Regions from separate parts of the Mus musculus genome. Here all the other regions are linked to region 2. Evidence: chromatin contacts called from public HiChIP or PLAC-seq and Micro-C data. All regions are on one chromosome and are shown on one strand. The core of a region is the stretch at or near the end of the contact, and the rest is flanking DNA. Distances in the headings are between cores, read along the strand shown. Region 1 overlaps Ipo5 (importin 5). Region 2 holds the start of Stk24 (serine/threonine kinase 24). Region 3 holds the start of Farp1 (FERM, RhoGEF (Arhgef) and pleckstrin domain protein 1 (chondrocyte-derived)). Region 4 has its middle 17 kb from the start of Gm52124.

Region 1 (3,365 bases), core at 767-3,266, 430 kb before region 2:
TAGATTTCTGTTGAAACCTTGGTGTTAACGTTTTCATAGTTTGTACTAAATTTAACTGTGATACAAAAATGAGTTTTATGCATAAATCAGAATTTAAAATTAAAAAATTTTTTCTTTAAATGATTTGCATTACTTCATTAAAACAAAATTTGGAATGAAATTGAAAATGAAATGGATTTTATTCAGATGGCTCTGATTGGCATGTGCCCTTGGACTGCGCACTCAGCCTCCAGCTCTGCATGGTTCAGGTCTGCAGGAAATATGCTGAGCGTGTGGCTTGAGCATCCCATCGGGCAGTGCTTCCAGAATGTCAGGTGCTTGGCCTCTTGGAGAAGGGGTGTGGTGATGTTTGGAGGGGCTTAGTGCTCTGTTCCCGTACCAGTGCTGCAAACCCTCTGTGCTCCAGTCTGAGGTGGGGCATTGTACTGTTGCCCAGTGCCTGGAGCAACGTAAGTTTGGCTTTTGTTTAAATTACTGTTGCATTTGCTGAAAAGAAGCACGTGATAAACACAGCCTACCTGCCAAGGTAAGGTAGTGAGTGGTGTGGTTAGGAGATACTGGGATTTGTGGGGAGCTAAGTGTACGCACTGCACTAAGTACTTGTGAGGACAAATACCTCCCTGTCAGTGACTAGTGGGATCCACAGCAGGATACTGGCGGTTTGATGCAGTTTGGCAAGAGGAAGAATTGGCAGTGAATTTTGGTGGGGAAGAAGCAGGTGCCAGAGGCAACTGTGTGACAGTCTTTACGTTGTTTGGGGACACACCTGGGATATCTCATTCTGTCCGTGCAAGATGAAAATGTTAACTGGCCTTGCATGTCAGTAAGTGATAAATTTTATGAATCTGAGCTTTCTGGAGAGAAAACTAAGGCTCCATCTTTTCTGGGGATTTTGTAACAATACATACTCAGCCCAACTCAATTTTGAATATTTTTTAATGCTATAAATTAGAAATAAAACTGTCATAGTGGTAACTGTGACTCTGTAATGTGAAGCACTTTTATCACAATTCAGGTTGTAGCTTGACTTAGCAAGTATCCATAAGTAAAAAAAATAACTCTTGATGCCGCTGGTCTCCTAATAAATGGCATGTACACACATGTAGTTTGGTAGACATTTTGTGGTCTAGTTATCTTGAAGGTTTCTCGTTTAAATGCCAAGTAGGTCATTGAAAAGGCCAAGTAGCCCACTAAACATCTTCCCTCAGTTAGCCCTGCCCTGGCTTCCTAGGTTGTACCAGCCTTTGCTTTGTTAAGGGCATGAGTGTTAAGGGCCTGCCAGGTACGTCTGGATACCGTATGTGCAGTACCTGAGGAAACCAGAAGAGGGCATCCGATCCCCAGGAACTGCAGTTAGATAGTTGTGAGCTGCCCCGTGGGTGCTAGGAATTGAGCCACACCCTCTCAAGTTCCTACTAGAGTTTTGTATTTTATTCCTTTACTACATGTATTAGTGTGCATTTTCTGCAGTGCTGTATTGAGGTCAGAAGAAAAGCTTGCTAGAGTTGGTTCTCTCCTTCCACAGTATAAGTCCCAGGGATCAAACTGAGGTTGTCAGACTTGGCAGCAAGCACCTTTATCGGCTGAACTGGCTGAGTGCTGGTCCCGCATGCATGAAGCCTGGCTCCAGTCCCCAGGCTGCAGGAGGCTAAAGTCCAGTGAGTGTGACGCTCTGGGCTCAGTCTTAAGTAAAGGAGAGATTGGTTTCTGAGCAGGACATGGGTAAGTGAAAGTATCTCCCAAAAAAAAAAAAAAAAGCTGGGCGTGGTGGCGCTCTCCTTTAATCCCAGCACTCCAAGGAGGCAGAGGCAGGCGGATTTCTGAGTTCTGAGACCAGAACTCTACAAAGTGAGTAAGTATCTCATGCTTGTGATTCCTTCTGGCTCTCAGTAACACACAAGACCCCTGCATCTACCCCCAGCACGAGAAAAGGGGTCTGTTGAAAACAGAGGCTGTCAGTATAGTCTCGCGCACTGCTTCCTATTGGGGGAGATCACCATAGTAACTGCCACAACACCAGCAGCTTCTATGGTGTTGGCACTAGATCCCTGTAAGGAGCAGTCGCTTGCCTGCACAAAAGTGAGGGATCCTGGGCATGTGTAAGAGGTATCTCCTAGGGTATCTATCACAGCTGCCTTCTGCTTCATGGGGGACACACGCTTCAAAAGACCGGGAGACAAAGCCTCTCCATTGAATCTGGGGATCTGGCTGAGGCACCCAGCTGGCTTTGCAGCAGTCCCCCATGGCCTGCCAGCTCTGGTGAAGGAACACAAGGCCAGAGGGGTGACAGATGGGGGTCTGGCTGTCTCATCCAGCTGCAATTAGACATTGCCCCAAAGTCCCCATAGCTTGGGTTATAGATAGAGGAATGCCACACCCAAGGACTTTGATCTTCCCCCTCAAACTACCTGGCAACACCCTACCACAGCCACGCTGCTTTCTATGAGGTCCACAAAGATGTCTGTGCATAAATGGTTGCCTTCTACCAGAGTCACCAGAGGTCTCCTGACTGGCGTGTGGCAGTGTTGTGGTAACTGAGACAATTTAGCTCCTGTGCCAGATTTGGCACTGGCACTGTGTTGGTGGCAGCTAACACCCATGTCCTGGGGGGGCGGGGGGTGAGGGGAAACTCCCAGGGAGTCATTTCCAGATACTAGCCACAGCCTAAGGTGGACCCTGCCTTAGCATGCGGGAGGTCCTGGGTCCAGTCAACACTGGTGTGGACTTTTGAAGCCTCAAAATGAAGCCCTCCCCAACAAGGCCACACCTGATCTTTTTAGTCCCTGAAACCAAGCATTCAATATATGAGCCCATGGGGGCCATTCTCACCCAAACCATCACAGCCCCTTCCCACAACCGCTCCGATTAGCTCACTATACAACCTGTATCTGTATCAAAACACTGCATTCCCCAGAACAGAATGCAATTACACAGTGGCTTAAAGCTGAAAATAATGAAATGTCTACATTGACTTAAAAAAGTCAAAATATAACTATAGTTTCAGTGAAATGAAAACATTACACTTTAAAGCAGCCCAGCTAGTAGGGAGATAGAGGCTTGGAAATCCAAGGCTTGCCTGAACACAGAGAATCCAACCCCAGCCTGGACAACTTGATGAGCCCCTCTGTTAGAGAAGAGGGGCCTAGGAGTTCTTCTCTTTCCTGCCATGCAGGAGCCCTGAGTTCAATTCCCTGGCACCACAAACATCAGAAAGCCATCTTTGCTCAGCCCCCAGGCTGCCTTTTTAGATTTGGGTTTTTTTTCTAATTATTCTTCTTGTTTGTCTTAAAACAGTACCATGCTTCCTAGGGTGGCCTCAAAGTCCAAAATGGTTCCTCCCCACCTTTCCAGGGAGCAAACAAGAA
Region 2 (3,546 bases), core at 883-3,382:
CCAGAACAGACAAAAAAAATTAATACTAGTAAAAAAAGGTTATCGTCTTCACACCAAAAAGCAAAATTAAAACATCTTCCTTTCAAGAACACGTATGAAATACACTTTTTGGGTAAAGTTATTGAATTTTTCTTTTTCCCAAAATGAAGATTTTTTGGCCCATTCTTTAAAACAAACAGAAGCAGAATCCAGCTGGGAACCACTTGGTACTGACCCCACACACTGCCACATTAAGTATCTTTTCAAACACTTTCTTTTACAAAGGTTGGGGCTAGTGAAGAGGCTTCAGGGTGGAGCCAGGTAAATCACTATAGCAGCCAGAATGAAGAAAACGTGAAGAAATGTGCCACGAGGTCCTTCTGGCCACAGGTAAGAAACTGTCACCCAGTTGACCCTGATGTCTTGTCTCTGAAGTCAAACCAAGGCAAGAGTTGCAGGAGGCCTGGGGTGACTTTCAACTAGCGGCCAGCACCATCAAGTTTTAGAACGCAGGCAAGGTGAGACTCAGGAATACTTTGAGAGCACTTTTCCAGTGACACTTCTCAATTCCAACTTTATTATCCCTTAAAAATGACTCAAGTTCTAGTGGCCACTGAAGTGGTAACTTTGAATTCCTATTTTTCCAGAGTTCAAAACCGGGGCCAAGAAAACCATTTTCCTTACGTGGTATGGAAAGAAAAAAGAAGAAGAAAAGAGGGATAGGAACTATTTTCAGAAGTGGCAGAAGCAGTAAGAGGCAAGCAAGGTCCATGCGGCTCAACCCTGAAGCCAGAGAGAAGGCGCCTGCTGCATCTATAAACTGATAACCTTGGATATTCTGAGGTGTTTTGTTTTTTTTTTGTTGTTGTTGATTTTTGTTTGTTTTTTTTTAAGCAAAACTCTTCCGTTCACTTCCTTGGGAAAGCAAAACTTTGACTGGTCTTGCTATCTTAATCGCAATCATTATGTCTGTATTTATTATATACGCTCACAAACTTTACAAGTTTGAACAGACAAGTGATTGTTTTTCAAAGTGCAGAAAACCATCCTCAATAGCAAAAAAAAAGTTCGTGCATCCATATAAACTTGAAATTCAACTCCGTCCCCTCACCGCCCCCTTCCCCTCCGAAGAAAAAGTCACTGGCAGGCTAAGAAGATACAAAGTGTGCACCAAGAAGCCCGCTAGCACACAGTTCCTCTGGATGCCAACCGGTCTCAAAGTGAAAGTCCAGCAGCGGAGTCCTGGCACCCGAGGGATGAACCTGGGCTCTGCACACCAGGGCGCTCGCGGAGGTGTGGGTTCCGCCTCCCGAGTTTGCAACCTCGCACTTTCCGCACCAGAACTACAGGCTCCGATGCGAGGTTACATCTTCCTGCACCCCGCCCTGCGGCCCGCCCGGACTGTGACCAGCCGGGGCGCGCTCCCGCCCTGCGCTCGGGTCTCCCGCTTGAGGGGTCTGGGGAGGGACTTTTGCTAACTGAGGACGGACCCCAGAGTGCCGCTATCCCTGTCCCAGGCCCACATAGGGCCCAGGCACCAAAGCGGGGCCTCCAAGGACACTAGTTCAGACTCCTGCCCGGGATGGGCGCTCGGCCTGCGCGTCGGACTTGGGGAGCGCAAAGCTCCTGCACCCCACCTCGGCCCCAGGCCGCAGACCCCAAAGCCCCTCCACGTGCATACACCCGAGATCCCCGCCGCCCGAGTCGGCGAAGATCCCGGAGAAGCGGGCCCGGCTGGTTGGGGGGAGGGGGGGCGTGTTGACACCGCCAAGTTGCCCGCTTCCGCCCTGGCCGCAGCCCGACCGGGCCACCCCAACCTACCTGCATGCCCGGCAGGCCCGACTGCACCGGGGAGTGGGCCATGGCGCTCGGCGCCGCCACTTCCTGGCCCGGGACGCGCGGAGCCGCGCGGCGAGCAGGCCCGGGGCCGCGCGCAGCCCTCGGGTGGCGGGGCGGGCTCTGGAGCCCGAGGCCACCGCACCCCGGGGACGGTCTCAACGAAGGTTGGCGGGCCGCGGCCCCATACACTGAGCCTGGGGCGGGCAGTGGGGGGCGCGGGGGACGTCTCGAGACTGCGGCTGCTTCTCCAGGGATCCCGTCGCTGCGCCGCCGCGGTGCTCAGGTCGAGCCGGGCGGCCTGGGCCCGCGAGCGCTGGCCGCCTGGAGCCGAGTGGGCGCGCACAGTCCGCCGCGCCCCGCCCCGGCCCGGCCCCCGCGCCCGCCCCCGCGGCCCGGCCGGGGACCCCGCCCCGCGCTTCCGGGAGGGGGAGGGGGAGGGGAGGAGCCGCCGGGCGCCCTAGGCCGCAGTCGCGCCTCCCTGCGGGCGCGCAGGCGGGGTCCCCGGGGCCCGGCGGGCAGGCGGGCGCTCTCGGGTGCTGTGCGCCGGGGTCCTTCGGAACCGCGGGGTGGGCCTCGCGCGCGGAAGAGAGCTGAGTTTGGGGGAGCGAAGAGCACCGCCCACTCCTACCCTTCCCTCTCCACCCGCCCTGGCCCTCCAGAGGCCAGAGTCTGCACTCGGGGTGTCCCCAGAGGGGCCTAGCCTGGGGCCTATTCCAAAAGCCCCGGCCGGAGCGTCCTCACTGTACGAAGTTTCCAGCCAGATCAAGGAAGAAACCCCAAGGGTAGAGAGGGCGGTTTGTGTGCACTGCCTTGGGTACTGAACTCAGCCTCGCCTGGGCCGCCGGCTGTGGAAACTTAGCTGGACAGAGGAAGGGCTGGGCCCCGCCATCTCTGCGCTGCGCACAAGAAGGGAAAAGTGGGGTGCGGAGGGGTGCTGGAGGAAGGGAAGACAATAGAAGGAAACCGCGTCCCGACTCTTACCCAGCCCTCCCCTCGCTTCACTGCTCCTAAGGCCGTAGGCCCTCTCTGGGCACCAGCTCTGCCCTCCTCCTAAGCTGCCGCTTCTGCAGCAAACAAGGAAGGATGGAGTGAATCCATGCGGTTCCAGGAAGTACTTTATTTACAAGTGGCAAATAGGAAGTGGTCTAAGAGTCAGAATCGCTGTGTCTCTCGCCATAGGGACCCTGAGGCCTCATTCAGGAGTGCCCGCTTTGCCCCACAGCTGTGCAAGGTTAACCATACAAAATGAGTCCCCAAGAGTTCAGAAATAGAGGACGCATAAATCCTCGACTAAGGTAGAGAAGAGATTATTCTCTGAGGTGTCCTTGTATTCCAAGAACACAGGCTCCCTCTGGGTCCTGCATCAGAAGTTAAAGTAAGCCGAATACCCTTTGGAAACCTAGCCTAGGAGACCTCCAGGATGCTAAGATGTATTAGAAGGCTTGCATGATTACTCCTGGTCACCTGACTGAGATGCGTTGCCACTTCTAAAGAGTAAACTGAAAACATTAAAAGTATGAACCCATATAACCAAGAGTTTATGTGTTCCCTAAGCAGAAGAAACCTAAAAAGAAAAGAAAAAAAAATGGAGTACTTAATGAATACAAGGGAAAATGATCAAGACCATGAATCTTGAAAAGGCATATATTATTCAACCTCAAATTCTACCTAGAATAACATGAAAGAATGACCAGAAATACAGGAGTCTCTACCAAGAGGCAGCGACTT
Region 3 (3,631 bases), core at 460-2,959, 340 kb before region 2:
AACCAAAATACATCACCCGGAATGTTTGAAACAGACCGATACAGAATCCGAACTGGGACAAGATTCCCAGGCGATTCCACAGCATCAGAGGTTGTTAGTAAAGCCAGGCTGCACACTGGGAATAACCTGTAATAACTTTAAACCCATCCATGTCATGTCCCAACCTCAGAAATCAGTCTGGCCACTGTCTTCTTATCCTGTGAAGAGACTCTGAACCTGTGGTCGGTTCCCCATTATAGCGGTTCTTAAGGTGTGATAATTGCTTGAATTTGCTTTCCTTTACTGGGCCTGGTGGTTCAGACCGAAATCCTAATGCTTAAGAGGTAGAGGCACGAGGACCAGTCTGGGCTACATGAGGAGACTTTCTGGGGAGGAGTGGGAGAGGAATTTAAAATCGAGTGCTGCTGCTCTTGGTGGCAGTTTGACCACTACACTTAAGAAAATTACTGGCTGAAAATAGCTCACCCATACTTGTAAAGCCACACACAGTTTGGCCACAGAGCTAGCTTCCAACCCACCCATGATTCTCTCTAGCAAATCGCCCAAGGCCTGTCTGGTTCCCCAGAGGCCAGAGGGATTTTGCAGCATGCAAGAAACAGCCCCAACCCTCCGCAGACTGCTTTTGACTCCCATGACTTACAGGTGCCCCTCTCTGATAATCAAGCTTTCATGTCTTCAGCCTCCCTCCCTAGCCACAGAGACAATTTCACTTGGTTAAGTTCAGTTGTAGCTCCGTTGTAGTTGCGACTGAGGTCAGTGAACTCCTCCAGGGTGGAAAATGACCGGAATCTGAGCCAAATTGGCTCTAGGGGCGGGTCCACACTAGCCTCTGGATCCGGCAGAACAAGGCTTTCCTGTGTTCCATACGGTCAGTGGCCCAAGATCTTTCCCAGACAGAGACAGGGAAGAAGGACGAAGGAAAAATGGCACCTAGTGGGTGGGGATAGTGATTGAAAGTCACCTAGTATCGTGGGCCTTCTGATCATGAATCTTCCGACTATATCACCAAGTTCTGGGGGAAAAAAAAACGGAATCAAATAACTGCAAGTCATTCTAAATCTCGCCACACTAAGCAGGGCATTCTGCTGTCCCTGGTCGGAGAGAGGTGGGGTTGGGCACTGTCCTGGGATTCGCTCAGGTGGTGGGCACTGAGCCCGAGCAGCATCAGAGGTGGCACCTGTGTCTCTGGCATTGAATACCGCGCCGCTTAGGGTGGTGCCGGAAGCCTGCGCTAGTGGCCTGGAAGGGGTGGGGGGCGGAATTCGTGGGTCTTTGTAAAACGCTTTCCACGTGATGTCGTAGTTCTCTGTCAGGCTTCCAAAGGCGACCTGCGGAGTCAGTGCCACGAATCTCCCTCCGGGCCTCCGCATCCCGCTGGACACCAGCGACTAGCGCTCGCGTCTCCGCGGTGGCGCTTCTTCCCGCTCTTGGCTTGGTGGTGCAGCTCAGACACCAGCTCTTGCCACACGCCCAAGTAAGGCACAGCTCCAGGGTGGCGTGGCCCTGCCCACGGTCCACCTTTCTGCGCACCTGCCTCCGGGGCGGGGCGGAGCGGGGCGGGGCCGCTGTGCGGGCGCAGGTCACGGCTCGGACGCTGGAGGGGGCTGTGGCTCTCCGCCGTCCCCAGGCTGTGCCCAGGCTCCCCCTGCCGAGGGCTCGGCCCAGGCCCTGGGAGGGGCAGTGGTGGCCCTCATTTCCCGCTCAACAGCCTCGGAGGCGGCTGGTCCCGGCGCGGGCGCAGCGGCTGCGGGGAGCGGGGAGCCCGGAGAAGGTGCGGGGCGGGGACGCGGCCACCGCCCGCTCTGCGCCGCTCCTCCCCACGCGAGTGGCGCTCGGGCCGGGCGTCGAGGCGGCCGCGGCGACCCGGAGCTCGCTCCCCACCCACCCCGCCTGCTCCGCCCTCCCCTCCGCCCCGCGCCACCTTTGATGGCTCGGACCTCGGCCGGCCGCCGCCTGCCTAGCTCGCGCGCCCGCCGCCCGCGGGGACCCCTCGCTCGCCGCCGCCGCGCCCTCGCCAGCCTTGCAGCCCGCAGCCCGCAGCCCGGACCCGGAGCCACCGAGGTAGGAGGCGTGCGGCGAACAATGACCGCGGCGGGAGGGCGGCCGCCTGGGTGGACCGGGCCGCGGCGGCAACTTGTGCGAGTCCCCGCGCTCGCGGCCCTGGGCGCCGGCCGAGCTGGCTGCGGAGTCCACGGGAACGGTCCTTTTTGTAGCCGGCGGCCGCAGGCCCCGCAACAATAGCAGAAGCCACGGTTCCTCGGGCACCGGTGGAGCTCACCTCCGCGGACCTGGGCTGCGGGGCTCTGAGCTCGTGGGTTCTCCCCAGCTTGGCTTCCTCTCCTTGGGCGCCCCTCCCCCGCTTCCTCCCATCCCACCCTGCCGGGTGACAGCGCCCCCGACGCCTCTTCCGGACCTCAGGCTGCAATCTCGGCTCTGGAGGTCCGTCTCCCGGCAGCACGGGTGCCGCCGTGCCGCCGGGTCACTGCATCTCGCCCACGGGCGGCGAGAACCTCCCGGTGGGTGACAAAGAGGAACACGCCCTCTTAAGTTAGATCTTGTTTCTCTTTACTCTCTGCCTTATGGAGGGGGAAGTTTCCCCCTCCCTTTTTAAAGCACAGGATATATATTATTATTTTTGTGTGGGGGGACGGGGAGTTCAGAACTTCTGATTGTGATTTTTTACGATTTAAGTTCGGAAAACTTTAGCCTTGTGATCCATCCGGACCCCGGTGAGTCTTAGACCTAGGGGTCGTGGAGGAGTACCAGATTCCTTGTTGGGACCCGGAAACCACGGCTGGCAGGGATTTTCTAGAGTCCCCCTAGAAAATAGGGAGGTAGGGCTCACAAAGGAACGAGGTTTGAGACGTGCTGGTGAAGATGTGGGAGCGAATAACTGCCTCTCATCTGGAACAGTTTACCAGGCTCAGCTTCTCCTCCCCTCCCCGGCTCCGGCTCCGGAGTTCAGTGGCCTCCGGCTGTTTCATTTATTTTTGTTTCAGCCTTCCTCCGTGCTAGTTTACCGCGTTTGACAACCTTAAACCTGGCCCCTGCCCATGGTTTACCCTCCAGACTTCCAATCCCTCCCTTAGTAGGCAGCGTTTTCTGACCATAACCTCGACCCAACGATGGGCCATGTTTAATGTGCTTTGCACGTGGGGACTTGGCCAAGCCCACTTCAGAACATTCCCCTAGCGTTGTCTTACTTCTCTTTTTCTATCTGAACAAGGAATGGAGAAAGAGGGGGAAAGCCTTTTGGATTATGAAAGCTTTAGTTGAGGAGTTGCCTTTAAAAATTGGTTTGGTGTTTTGAAAGCTAAGGTGGGGCCCTTTTCAAATCCCTGTCGTCTTTCCCCTCAGCCCCACATTTCTTGCTGGCATCTTAGCCTCAGCTTTTCAGGTGGGTGGGTCTCTGAAAATGCACGTCTTCCGTGGGTCTGGCATCCACACAGCCCACTTTATATTCCTGCAGCATCGGTCTGCAGCAAGACACTAATATTGGACCTTCTCCAAGCACAACGAAACGTTTGTGTTTTTAGTATGTCTGGCTAATAGCTCTGCTTCTGGGTAAAATAAATAGAAGCATTATTGGGCAGTGACTGGTCTACTGGGGGAGTCGGTGGAGTAGATAGTG
Region 4 (3,168 bases), core at 419-2,918, 510 kb before region 2:
CGAGTTGAGATTGATGACATGTGTCAATGCAGCTGATCCTTGACATTTTCGAGGAAAGCAGGTCGCATAAATAAGATGCAATTGATACCGTATGTAAAGCAATGAGGCACTGTGACATGGCCCTGGGAGGGATTCCTAAAACAATGTATCAAGCTCATTTGTTGAAGCCGTCCTTCTGCTACAGCTTGCTATTGCCCAGTTTTCTGTCTCTGAGAATAGTAACCAGCTTTGAAGCCAAAATAAACTCTAGTTCTCTAGAATACTCCTCTGCCTTATCCTTCAACACCAGGAGTCCTTCCAAGGTTCCTGATGTCTGAGGCAGTGCATGAGATAAATCAGCTATCACATGGCTGAAGAGATGTGTCCATTTCACTTGCTGCCGCAAGATATTTTTTTTTTATTCCATATTGCAATTACTCCCAGATTGCTAGCTCCAAGACTGTCTTTGAGATGGCAAACGAAAATAGTCATTCCCCATATGAAATAATCTGGCACTCTAAAAGTGTTCCACGGGGTCCAAATCACATCTAAGAAGAAAAATCACAAAAATAAGATTGCATCTATTTTTAAAATGTAGCCTTTGTATTCATAAACACAAAACAATCATTTCGTTATTAGGCAAAAATCTAATTTTGCGACTTGTGACTAATGTGTTTATAATTTTAATAATACCTTAAATGCTATGACCAGAAAAATTATGGAAGTCAAACATTCAATAACCCAGTATCAGGAAAAAAATGGAAATTCAAATGAAAAGACATAATAAAAAAAAATCATGGCTTTCCTTTCGAGCTCTTCCTAGAGTTTTTCTAGAATTTTCTCATGTGATCATGGTGGCATCATGCTCAAATTCATGAACTATGCTGGGAGAGTGCCAAAACCGCAAAGGTGTCAGCACCAACGTCATCTATTCCACAAAGGTTTACAGTCACTGACGCGGAGATACAGGAGCTGGAGAGGTGGCTCAGTAAGAGTGCATGCGGATTTTGCAGACCACCCAAGTTCAGTTCCCAGCTCCCATTCAAGGTGACTCACAGTCACCTGAAACTCAGCTCCAGGGGCAGGAAGCCCTCTTTTAGCCTCTGCAGGCACCTGCATGTATTTGCATACCACACACACACACACACACACACACACACACACACACACACACACATCATGCACACAATACGTCCTTACAGACACTTAACAACATGTATATCTTTTAAAAAGAATCTGCTAGGTCGCTTGCCTTTTTAAGGGATCCACTCTGTGTCAGTTAAAACGCTTTCAGCCTTCAACTGGCAAAAAAGAAATATGCTTTTTGGTTTCAGTGTTTTATATCATTCTGTCTTGTAAAAAAATACAGAGCCCAGATTGTCTTAAGTGGTGGCTAAACTGATTGACTCCTGCAGTTAAATAGTGCTTCTGAAAATGTCGGCTGAGAACCATTGCTCTGCGGTTGTTTCCCTGTTTTCTTCAATCCAGCACAGATTGCTATGTCATCCTTAAAGCACAGCCCTTGTATGGGCTGCTCCGCGAGCAACTCAAACACTTCTTGGAAAGCACCCAAACTGGCCCACAGTCTATTTGGCAAGACAAATCCATTGGTCGCACGCTTAGTTGTGACAGCAACGTCCAGGTATTTACTCTCTGTTTCTTCGTGTATGTCACTGCAGGGTGGTATGCAGCCCATGGATGGCCCCACCCCACATCCAGAGCAGCCTTGGCTCAGTGATGAGGCTGGCCTTTGGCATGCCTCTTGCTCCCTCACCCTGGCCCTCTCCATTCTTTAGGGGGCTGATATGTTTCAGTCATAAGTCAAAAATCTTTCCCAAAACCTTCAAAGAGGTTTTGGGAAAACCATTGGCTAAAACTTGGACACAAACCATTCCTGGCAATCTGAATGGGGTCATCATTTAAATTAATCATGATTTTTACCCCCATGGGACTAGGGTAAGCCCACAAAATTGAGGGTTGTTCTGATATGAGTGTTGTGGAGGATAAATCTCTGACTTTAGAGGATATTGTATCATTCTTCTGCAAGACGGCTCCCTGTGGCTTCTTTTCTTCTCCCCAGGGGATAGAGATACACAAAAGGCAGGTTGTTGACATTTGAGTGTGAAATGGCCTCTATAGGTTCTAGTTTTTGAAAGTTTGGCCACCAGCTGGTGGCTCTGCTTAAAGTTATGAACCTTACATACATACGTAAATAAATATTCAATGCGGGGAGTGCATCGCTGGGGCTGGCCTTAGTCAGATAGCAATGTGACTACTTGCCTCCTGTTTCTACCAGTTTGCCTTCACTGCTATTGTGGGTTGTATCCCTGTGAGCTTGAAGCCAAAATAAATCCTTTCTCCCTACCCACAAATACCCACAGGAAACTGATTTGTAAACAGAAGACTGGAAATCACTCTTCTGTTCCACACTGCAGACCTTGGGGAACTGTATTCGGAGTTCATTTTCTTCTGTCACTCGTTCCAACAAATGTCTGCTGACGACTTGTCAAACATTAGAATAAAACACAAATCCTAGCCACTCACGGTGACATCAAGAGAGCAATGCTGCACAGCAGTCTACGACCAGAAAGGGGATGGCTGATTGCAGCGACACAGTCACCTGGAGAACTGGGCGGTGGAGGAGACAAGGAAGTCTAGAGGACTTAGGTCAGATGCCAACTTCAGAAGCAAGAAATGGATGTCGTCGGATAGGAAAGTGGCTGAGGACCTGGGCAAAGCTTCTTTAGGCAAAGATGGGTGCTTGGCAGGAGACCTTACTGAGCTGGGATCCAGGATCAGTTGTGGTGTGCAAGTGGTTTACAAGGTGACCTCTCTAAGCAAGGCTGTGGGAGCATGGAGCACCCCAACCAGAGCATTCCCATAAGGGCTACCACAAACTCACAAGGTGGGGAGCAAGGATGGAAGTCCCTCTGTGCGCGCGTGAGGTGGATCTCTGCAAACGTGATCCACAACATCGTCTTTGTCAGGGTAGACTTGGGAAAGATGAGTGAGAAGGCTAGTTCTCATGACAGGACAGCCTTCTCATGAAGGCTGATTCCGTGACAGGCTTCAGATTGGAAGTTACAGAGACTAGGCCTAAATCTTGCTTTCTAAAAACTGGACAATTCCAGGCAAGTCCAGAAGCTGCCCCGCCATCTGGTCTGAGGCAAGGACAATGGGTCAGCAGCA

The links. Hi-C and Micro-C count contacts between places; a contact is called where the count stands out from the background. HiChIP or PLAC-seq counts read pairs in DNA pulled down with a chosen protein or histone mark.
Region 1: an H3K4me3 HiChIP or PLAC-seq map of embryonic stem cells shows a contact between it and region 2, with 10 read pairs. The contact joins the enhancer-like site here to the promoter of Stk24 in region 2. A contact is called at or near these places in 9 of 39 promoter capture datasets (3T3-L1-derived adipocytes, the C10 cell line, cranial neural crest and 4 more) and 3 of 115 datasets of contacts at active chromatin or transcription factors (craniofacial prominence, embryonic forebrain and embryonic stem cells).
Region 3: a Micro-C map of embryonic stem cells shows a contact between it and region 2, with 5 times the contacts expected there. The contact joins the promoter of Farp1 here to the promoter of Stk24 in region 2. A contact is called at or near these places in 6 of 39 promoter capture datasets (the 3T3-L1 cell line, embryonic stem cells, liver and 1 more), 3 of 484 Hi-C or Micro-C datasets (all in embryonic stem cells), 4 of 115 datasets of contacts at active chromatin or transcription factors (cardiomyocytes, extraembryonic endoderm stem cells, microglia and 1 more) and 1 of 9 other capture datasets (embryonic stem cells).
Region 4: a contact with region 2 is called in an HNF4G HiChIP or PLAC-seq map of pancreatic cancer cells. The contact joins the enhancer-like site here to the promoter of Stk24 in region 2. A contact is called at or near these places in 6 of 39 promoter capture datasets (the 3T3-L1 cell line, 3T3-L1-derived adipocytes, embryonic stem cells and 3 more) and 2 of 115 datasets of contacts at active chromatin or transcription factors (pancreatic cancer cells and stem cell-derived neural progenitor cells).

The regions. Positions count from the first base shown.
Region 1 is chr14:120,947,880-120,951,244 of GRCm38.p6, forward strand. It overlaps Ipo5 (importin 5), which reads left to right. Exons shown (of 26, transcript NM_023579.4): 26 at 1-167. Among named protein-coding and RNA genes, the nearest start is that of Ipo5, 38 kb to the left of the region's middle. Within about 2 kb of position 2,017, at least 7 of the 459 cell types and tissues checked have an H3K27ac peak or open chromatin away from gene starts, as enhancers often do. A contact at or near this core is called in embryonic stem cells, where this site is marked.
Region 2 is chr14:121,377,098-121,380,643 of GRCm38.p6, forward strand. Stk24 (serine/threonine kinase 24) reads right to left here and starts at 2,133. Exons shown (of 11, transcript NM_145465.2): 1 at 1,801-2,133. The coding sequence starts at 1,842.
Region 3 is chr14:121,033,865-121,037,495 of GRCm38.p6, forward strand. Farp1 (FERM, RhoGEF (Arhgef) and pleckstrin domain protein 1 (chondrocyte-derived)) reads left to right here and starts at 1,710. Exons shown (of 27, transcript NM_134082.3): 1 at 1,710-2,061.
Region 4 is chr14:120,867,078-120,870,245 of GRCm38.p6, forward strand. No RefSeq gene overlaps it. Among named protein-coding and RNA genes, the nearest start is that of Gm52124, 17 kb to the left of the region's middle. Within about 2 kb of position 1,669, at least 65 of the 459 cell types and tissues checked have an H3K27ac peak or open chromatin away from gene starts, as enhancers often do. A contact at or near this core is called in hippocampal neurons, where this site is marked.